Linked DNA regions of Triticum aestivum: region 1 is linked to region 2. Evidence: chromatin contacts called from public Hi-C data. All regions are on one chromosome and are shown on one strand. Each heading gives the region's core, a stretch centred on a gene start, on an enhancer-like site or on the middle of the called end of the contact. The rest is flanking DNA. Distances are from core to core; before and after follow the strand shown. Region 1 holds the start of LOC123107964 (blue copper protein 1a-like). Region 2 holds the start of LOC123105344 (probable aldehyde oxidase 2).

The links. Hi-C and Micro-C count contacts between places; a contact is called where the count stands out from the background.
Region 1: a Hi-C map of leaf shows a contact between it and region 2, with 5 times the contacts expected there. The contact joins the promoter of LOC123107964 here to the promoter of LOC123105344 in region 2. A contact is called at or near these places in 3 of 5 Hi-C or Micro-C datasets (all in leaf).

Annotation. Positions count from the first base shown.
Region 1 is chr5A:615,204,592-615,209,229 of IWGSC CS RefSeq v2.1, forward strand. It overlaps LOC123107964 (blue copper protein 1a-like), which reads right to left and starts at 1,702. Exons shown (of 2, transcript XM_044529840.1): 1 at 1,442-1,702; 2 at 889-1,341. The coding sequence starts at 1,619. The coding sequence ends at 1,016.
Region 2 is chr5A:614,753,933-614,758,264 of IWGSC CS RefSeq v2.1, forward strand. It overlaps LOC123105344 (probable aldehyde oxidase 2), which reads right to left and starts at 2,939. Exons shown (of 8, transcript XM_044527403.1): 1 at 2,640-2,939. The coding sequence starts at 2,802.

The DNA of each region.
Region 1 (4,638 bases), core at 452-2,951, 450 kb after region 2:
AAGCCATTTGAACAACTTCCATCAAAGGGCTCAAACCTAATTCTCAACAGAGAGCCTCGGGACCCTATTCAATTGTCTGCACTGTATAAAGGAGAAGGAAGTCCCCTGAAAGGCACCAACCTTCATTCGCCTTCACCAGATGCCACACAAGCTTCATCAACCTCTCTTCCCATATCCATATCCATAGCCATGTCCATCACCATAGCCACCATCTCCTTTAGATAATTTACTTGTGATCAATATTCTATCGCGATCAGCGACACTATAAGACTAGCAAGCATCCATCTCCAAGTACACAATTATACAATGTAATTTGCTTGTCATTCGATCGTGATTTGTGGGTAATCCCTCGAGCTAAGGGCTGCGGAGTAGACTCGTAGCTTGTGTATGTGGAGCACGGGATCCTAGGACTCACCAGTACCCGAGGCACAGAATATTGGTACAAGGAGAGGCAATGAGCAGTGAGAGTGGAAGAACACAACGAAGAGCGGTGCCTCCTCGGAATGGGATTTTACAATCACTTTTATTTGTATAAACCCAGAAATCTCTCACTTTAGTTAGAGTAAAACCTAATGATTGCCATTTCTGGAAGGATTCAATGAGGGTGAAAGATGCATTCCTCCAATTTGTGTAATTTTAGGCCAGTTCTTTTTGGGTAGGACAATTGGCGGACACATGCCACTCTATTTGCAATAAGCCTTTTTTAAAGTTATATGTTTGTAACTTTGATCAAGGAAACATATATGTACATATAAAATACTAAATGCATATCACGCGCCTCCCCTCAAAAGAAGTTTAGGATTCTCTGCCTCCCGCCGGCCAAACGAAACTAATATTTTACTAGAAAAATGGAACATATCTTTGATTGAATAAAATTTGAGGGGCACAAATGCACAAGGTTGTAACATAAAAAATAACAGCACGATCGACCGCGCGCAAAAACCAACCCACAACGCAACACTCTCGATCGCTGAGCTAGCTATGTGTAAAGAGGATGGAGTGGGACTGTGGTGGCCTAGAGCACGAGCACGGCCATGGCGACCGCAGTGACCGCGGCCGCTGCCTCACCGAAGCGCGCCTGCAGCTTGCCAGCAGGGTTGGTCGGGGGCGGGGCTGGCTGGGGAGTCGGCGGGGCGGTCTCGAGGATGGTGATCTTGAGCTTCATGCCGTTCTCGCAGTGCTGCCCGACGCCGCAGAAGAACCACTTGCGTCCGGCCTTGTCGAGCGTGACCCGGTCCTCGCCGGTGGTCAAGACGACGGCGTTGGCCGGCTGGCTGCACTTGAGGAAGTCCGGCCCGCCCACCTCCACCACGTTGTGGGCGGGGCTGTTGTACTTGAACACTGCGATCGATATAATTCGCATGAAATTAGTTTCGCGTCCCAAAGAAAATGGAGCGATCAAGCGTACGCGTGGCCCGAAAGGATTAATGGAGGTATGTACCTAGCGTGTCGCCGGCGACGAACTGCTTGGTCTCAGCCCAGGCCGAGTAGTTGAAATTGAGGGTCCAGCCCTTGTCGTCACCGACCATGTGCTCCGTGGCGACGGCGAGCCCCGGGAGGAAGGCCACGGCGAGGGCGGCCGCAGCGAACACGGCGACGAGCATCTGCTTGGACGCCATTACTGACTGAGTAAGCAGCAAAGCTAGAGAGATGACTGGCTTGTGGCTAAAGGGGAAGGGTCCTGTGATGATGGGATGGATGCAGGTCGATCGTGTGTTGTGCTGCTAGCTCTGGCTTTGCATGTATGTATAGAGACGGAGCTCAGTAATCAGGTACGGAGTACGTAGTATGTATACGTCGTAATCACCGTTGGCACTCGAGCCCGTCTTGTCCCTGACCGGAGGCAGCGGCAGCAGCTGGCCAATGGCGGCAATGGTATGGCTATGGGAGTTGAATTCGTCCGTGTGGCGCCAAATGTGATCTGTGTCGCATTGCCTTGGTTTCATCGGAACAGAGGATACGCTGCAGCATGCATGACATAGATGCTAATTGTTTTGTCGTGTAAAACGAAATTTTGTCATCCACGGGCTGTTTCGCTTTCATGTGTGAGAGAGAGAGAGGGGTCTTGATCTGACACATGTTATCAGCTTAGTTTCCCGGGACAAAAAACTATTCTAGTTGGGCCGGCCAGGTCCGTCGGTGATGTGACAGTATCCTCCCCGTGGCCGAAGAACGACTAATGGCATTGCTAATGCAAATTATTAAGTTTATGATAAATAAAGTAATGCATTAAGCAAGATAACATAATGTAGACAAAGTAATATCAATCAGTGTGATCGAACCCCCTCGTTTTATCCTTAATAGCAACAGTACAAGTACGTGCATTTGCCCCTTCTGTCACAGGGCAAGATCACCGCAAGATTGAAACCTACTACAAAGCACATCTCTTGCTGAACATAAATCAATCTAACTTTGCCAAGATGGATAGATAGGAGAGAAATACAAAGCTATAAAATTACGCGGCAAATAGATCTCAAGAGACTCAAATAGTTTCAATGAATAATCTGATTGTAATCACAATTCATCGGATCCCAACAAACACACCCCAAAAGATTACATCGGACTGATCTCAGAGGAGATCATTGTATTGAAGATCAAGCGATAGAGAGAGAGAGAGAAAGCCATCTAACTACTACTATGGACCTGTAGGTCCTGGAGGAACTACTTACACTCATCGTGGAGGTAGCAAGGTTGATGAAGATAGCCTCCTCGGGCAGAGTACCGGGACATGGCTCCATATGGGATCTCTTCGGAACAGAGGCTTGCTGCGAAGGAAGAATTATTTCAGGTCTCGCTCCGAGAGTTTTAGAATATATGGGAATTTATAGGCCAGAAATTAGGGTAAACGAAGCTACGACGGGCCCACAAGTCAGGGGGCGCACCACCCCCTGGGCGTGCCACCCTGGCTTGTGGGGTTCTCATAGATCCTCTTGTCCTCCGCTGAAGCTTCTAGGGTATCTTGTTGTTCAAAAAAATCATCGTAAAGTCTCATCGTGTTTGGACTTCTGTAGGTATGGTTTTTTTGCGAAACAAAAAACAAGCAATCTTTCCTTGGCATTACAGAATGATTTCGTGATTCGACGGTCTTCACTTCCAAGACGACCCAATTCCATTCAACATTCAAGATTTTCTATAATGTTAGATGGGAAACTCAACGGACTCTCTAAATTCTCTATGGGTATGTATGAGTGGTGGTGTCACCACTCCGGTATAATTGCAATGTCTTTGTTGAAGCGTAGGTAGAATTTCTTCTTTCAAAAAAATTATTACCATGGAGAAAATGTATTTGAGATGTAAGCATTGTACATCTAATGGTTTTCACATATGAATAAAGTTTAAAGGTTTCCTTAAAAGAAAAAAGGACTTGATCCATTAGTGGTTATAGTTTCCTGGTCTTGAGTCTCGTAATTGTTTGGAAGGTGTGGTGGAAGAGATTATACCCAATAATTGCGGGCAAAAAGAAGAGGACGGGATGATCGATTCTTCACCATTCATTGGTCACAAATAATCATTCCTATGAATTTCATCTGGACTTTGCAAGAAATCAAAGTATCCCATCAATAATTGGGAAGGATTAGAGTTCTTGTCCTCGCAGAAACGATCTTCGCATATGTTCACTTATAGTGTGTCTTGGTGCTTTTGCTTGTATGATTTTTTTTAGAGATAGAATTTTTCCTTGGCACCACGGTGAACATCTTGTAGGACAACCGTCTGCACTTCCAGGGGATCATCACCGGCCCAAGCCCATTTATCGCTCAAGACTTTCCATATTTTAGATGGTCAACTCATGGGCTCGTTAAAATTTCTATCAATAATCAAGTTCGTGCAACTGTATAGGTGGTGTCGTTGCCACTCTAGTCTAATTGTAGTGTCATTGTTGAAGCGTGGATAGAATTTATTTTTAAAAAAAATTATTACCACGAAGAAGACGTATCTAAGAGATTTCGATGTAATTTTTATTTTCAGTAATTACTTGGTCTACTTTTGGGGGTCTTTGATCATAAGCACTACACAAGTAATGTTTGTCACATTTGAATAAAGTTGCATGGTTTTCTCAAAAGAAAAAAATACTAGTTTCATTAGTGGTTACTTGCCTCATCTAAAATCTTGACATTGTTTGGAAGGTGTGGTGGAAGAGATTATATGCAATAATTGCAGGCAACAAAGGACGGTAAGATCGATGCTTCACCATTCAACGATCATGAATAATCATATGCATGAATAATCTGCACTTTGCAAGAAATGCAAAGAATCCCACCAATAATTGGGAAGGATTTTAAGTTCTTGTTCTTGCAGAACCGATTTTTTGGGATCGGTTGATTTTTTGTTAGTGTGTCTCGGTGCTTTTGCTAGTATTGTGTTCTTGTAGAGTTGGAATCTTTCCTTGGGTAAGGATCTTGTGGTTCGATAGCCTGCACTTCGAGGGGGTCATCACCGGCCCAAGCCCATTCATCGTTCAAGACTTCCCATCATTTTAGATGGGCAACTCAAGGGGCACTTTGAAATTTCTATCGTTAATCAAGTTTATGTGCAGATGTATGAGTGCTGGTGTTGTCACTCCGACCAAATTTCAATGTCTTTTCTGAAGTGTTGGTACAATTTCTTCTTTAATAAATTATTACCATGGAGAAGATGTAT
Region 2 (4,332 bases), core at 1,689-4,188:
CACGCAGCAACGTGACGCCGTCGTTAATTAATTAGAAACACACCAGGCTAGACGAATCATATAATGAGAAAGAACAATTCCTTCAAAAACATAAAAAATATATTTGCTGAGTGGAATAATTTGCTCCTGAATAGAACGAACAATTTGCTGAATGTAAAAATAAGAAGAAAAAAAATAAACATGTACTCACTCCGTTCCTAAATACTTGTCTTTCTAGACATTTCAAATGACTACTACATACGGATGTATGTAGACATATTTTAGAGTGTAGATTCACTCATTTTGCTCCGTATGTAGTTACTTGTTGAAATGCCTAGAAAGACAAGTATTTAGGAACGGAGGGAGTATATGTTTGTGTTCTTTTAGATGTCTGAAGTTTCATGGGAAGGACAAAAGTATTGTGACCTATCATGTCTCTATGAAACGTTTGCACAAAGATAGAAGAAATGAATTATATCTTGACATCTTATACTCCCTCGGTCCCATAACATAAGAGTGTTTTTGACGGTATTTTAAGATTTCTTTTATGGTTTAATATTCATGGAGGCAAGTGGTGGAGCTATCACCCACAACAAAAGAATGCCAAGGCCACGACCAAAAGATGCACATATTTAGCAGTTGACATATTGTACATTTGTGTATGTATTATACCGATTTGAAAAGCATGTGTTACTTGGGACATTTTTAATTTGAGTCGTCCAAATCTTTTAATCCAATTTTGTTAAGTATCTATCCGATGGTTGTGAACAATTGTCACCTCCCTTGACTATGTTAATCATTGTCTCATAATTAAGTACTCCCACCGTAAACTAATATAAGATCTTTTAGATCACTAAAGTAGTGATCTAAAAGATCTATATTAGTTTATAGAGGGAGCACTCTTACTAGTTCATTATGCATACTTGAAGTTGTTTTTTCAGTACTTAAAGAAATTGTTTTTTATGTGATACTTTTCTTTAATAAAATGTCGTTTCTTTTGCTTTCTTAAAAGGGAACGTATGCATTTAATATAAAAATTGATGATTATATTGTTTTTGTTTATTTATGTATGTTAGCTCATTGTACTTTGCATCTGCACCATTACTATTCCACCAAAATAATGATGAGTTGGTGTAATACTTTTGATCTAAGTTGTCAATGATACTTCCATCGACGGCTCCCGGTTTAAGGTGAACAAGACTATTTCTTAATTCCATAGTCATGGCATATCTAATCTGTACTAATTCACTCTATGCGGTTTGTTACGGATTACGATTACTACATGTTCTTATATTATGGGACGGAGGGAGAGTTTCTCGTCAAATTTTGTGTGGGGAGCCTGCCTATATGGTCTGATTAGTGGTCTGTTTTCCTAAAGTCATACTCCAAGTATATTATATCAATATAAGAAGGACACGCATCTGGTACAATGATATGGGCCAAAGCATGCCACCGAAAGTCTGAAACACTGTCGCTGTATATGTAGCAAACTGATACGCGTGCCAGAGTTTTCTAAAGATGGTTTGGTTAGCTGCAGCATATGGGACCTGACCACGTAACAACAAAAGATAAATAATTGCACATCGGAGAATATATTAGGTCCAATAATTTGGGATAGGTTAGTTCGCGCTGCATGCATGCCTGCTCCACTGGGAGAAAAGCAGATCGGCAGCTAGCGTATCCGGCCTTTTCACTCCATCATGCCCGATTGAAGTGTAAAGTACCAATGCTTCGGCCTAACTTGTTTCAAAAAAAAATGCTTCGGCCTATCATTTTCTTAATTCTATGTTATCCCGAACTTAAAGTGAAAGATAGAAAGTCTCCCACTTAGCATCGCTAGTGAGTGCACTTTGTAAAACTGCACGCACCAGTCAGTTCATCAAAAATCTTAAGCTGATGGGAAAAAGTGGGCTATGCATTTATACGTCAACACACTTGAAATAACCTCTTTGATTGGAGGTGCATCAAAGTGTTGAGAGCAGCTAGCTGGAAGGTGCAAGGAACAAGTGCCCCGACATGAATAGTTGTGGACTTGTGGTGCGTTGATGAATGAGCTAAGTGTATAACGATAGCTGGCCAGCCAGCACCAAAAGAAGAGAAGAAACATAATGTACTCCACACGGATATGATGGGTCCTGGCTAGGGTCGGTATGTGCCGAGGAGGAGAAAGCGATGAGCCATCGACATTTTTTGTGGTTCGTGATGAACGAGCGGTAGCGCTGGTAGCTACGTACCGTAGGTATGGTATTAGGGAGTAGCAGAAAATGAAGAGAAGAAGCAGCACCGATGTGGTTGATGGCCCAAGAGTGGGTACTGTGGATATGTCTATGTATGTATGTGCCGTGGTGCCTACGTGCACGTGTACAGAAACTCCTACCGCCACCTATTTTCCATCTCCATTCCTGTGTGTTTCGTGGTTTGATTCCATACGCCTACGCGCGCGCGTGTGGAGCGCGTGCGTAGAGATCGACGACGACCAAGCGATCCAGGAGCAGGAATCCGGTCGGTCGGTAAACTGAAAACGATGGCAGATCAACTCCCATCGACTCGTCGGTTCGAGGGCTTTGGGCTGTTCATCCGAATAAGATTCTAAACGATCGAAACTGCAAGGATTAAACCGAGCTAGCTAATGGAGTGGAGGGCCGGCTGGTGGTGCTCACCTTCGCCGCAGCCGAGCTTGGGCCCCCGGACGGGCGTGCGCGTGCGGAGGAACTCCAGCAGCGTCGTCGATGGGTCCACGCCGGCCGCCTCGCGCCGCACGCCGTTCACCGCCAGCACCACCCGCTCCCCCGCCGTCGCCGCATCCTTCCCCAGCGACCCCATCTCTCTCTCTCTCTCTCTCTCTCTCTCTCTCTTCCACGACCCACAGCTTCGTCCTGGATCCAGGTGCACCACTCAGCAAGTGCGCCGAGGCCGGTGGCCATACCTCTATCCTTTATACGGGGGCTTTGCTAGAGGATCTTGGCTACGATTAGTTGCTAGCTATGCAGAGACGTTGGACGGGGGCAAAGCGACGGGAGATGGCGTGGGCGTGCGCTCAGCGCGCACGTACTCCGGTTCACGTGGAGGCCGGGGAGAAATGGGCGCGGTGGATTTGAGATCGGCGATGGATCGTGTGCGCTCGGTGCAACGGAGCGATCGAGGCCGATGCACGCTGTATGGGTACATTGCATGTGCTATGATGCTAGCTGCTCGTCAACCTTTTCCGCTCTTGTACTAGCAGTACTCCTACTCCACTCTCTAGCCTCCACGCAAGCGATCAAACGGATGGGAAAGGTGATAATAATATTTAGTATGCCAAGGCGTGAGTAGCAGGCAAGATTTGCTTCATTTTGCTCTTGTTTGTTTATGCTTTAGAGCGGCCTGACTTAGCAAATTCGGTCCCTCAAACACCCGGGGACGCGTTCGGACGTGTCTGTGGACATTGATCGGGCACTTCTCAATTTAGGTCCTCCATATTCATACTCCTCGTATCTGATATCTTATATTCCATTACTCATGCAATGTAAAGATAAATTACATAGGTCATTGCATAGACCATGAAACGGGGCTACATATGCACATTCCGATCACCAAAGATCACAGACGGATCTCCAAAAGCTACTCAAAGTTCACATAATCCACAAACGACAACTAGAGACATAGATAACTAGAAGTTAACTAGGGAGACGACAGAGATTCGCCACTTTCTCGCCGGGTCTTTGCCCTTTTGATCGCCAGTGTAGCTGTAGGCGTCGGCTGCAGGTGGTTGATCATCGGAGTCATCGGCGGAGGAGCTGTGGTCGTCGCCGTCTTCGTCGGAGTCGTCGGAGAGGACAATGAGCCCCTTTAGTCGCCAGATGAACATGTCCTATTGCCGCTTTATCTTAGCCAACCGAGCCGCATCTGTCGCTGCCTCATTCGCCTCGCGCTCCGACTGCTCTATGGCAAGCCAGCGTGCCTTCGTGTTCTTTCACCGTAGGCGACGAGCGTCCGTCTCCGCCATCATGAGGGACCAGTGGTAGACCCAAGTGAGAAGCCGCTCGTCCTCGTCGGGCTCCACCAGCATCCCGCGGTGGCAGCACATGGACTGCAACGCAGCCTGCCTGTCGTGGAATTGTCACGGCAGATGTCCTAGTGTGAGGACTTAGTCGTGGAGCCATCGCGTTGAGGTTAGCTTAAAGGGGTTAATCAGGACAAAGGACATGGAAAATTTATACTGGTTCGGCCCCTTACGATGAAGGTAAAAGCCTAGTCCAGTTTGTAGTTGGTATTGCTAGGGTTTCGACGAGTAGGGAGTGAATACGCTTGACCCGGCTCTCGATCTGTTGTTTCTTGTCCTAAGCGCCGCTAGGTCGTCCCCTTATATACACG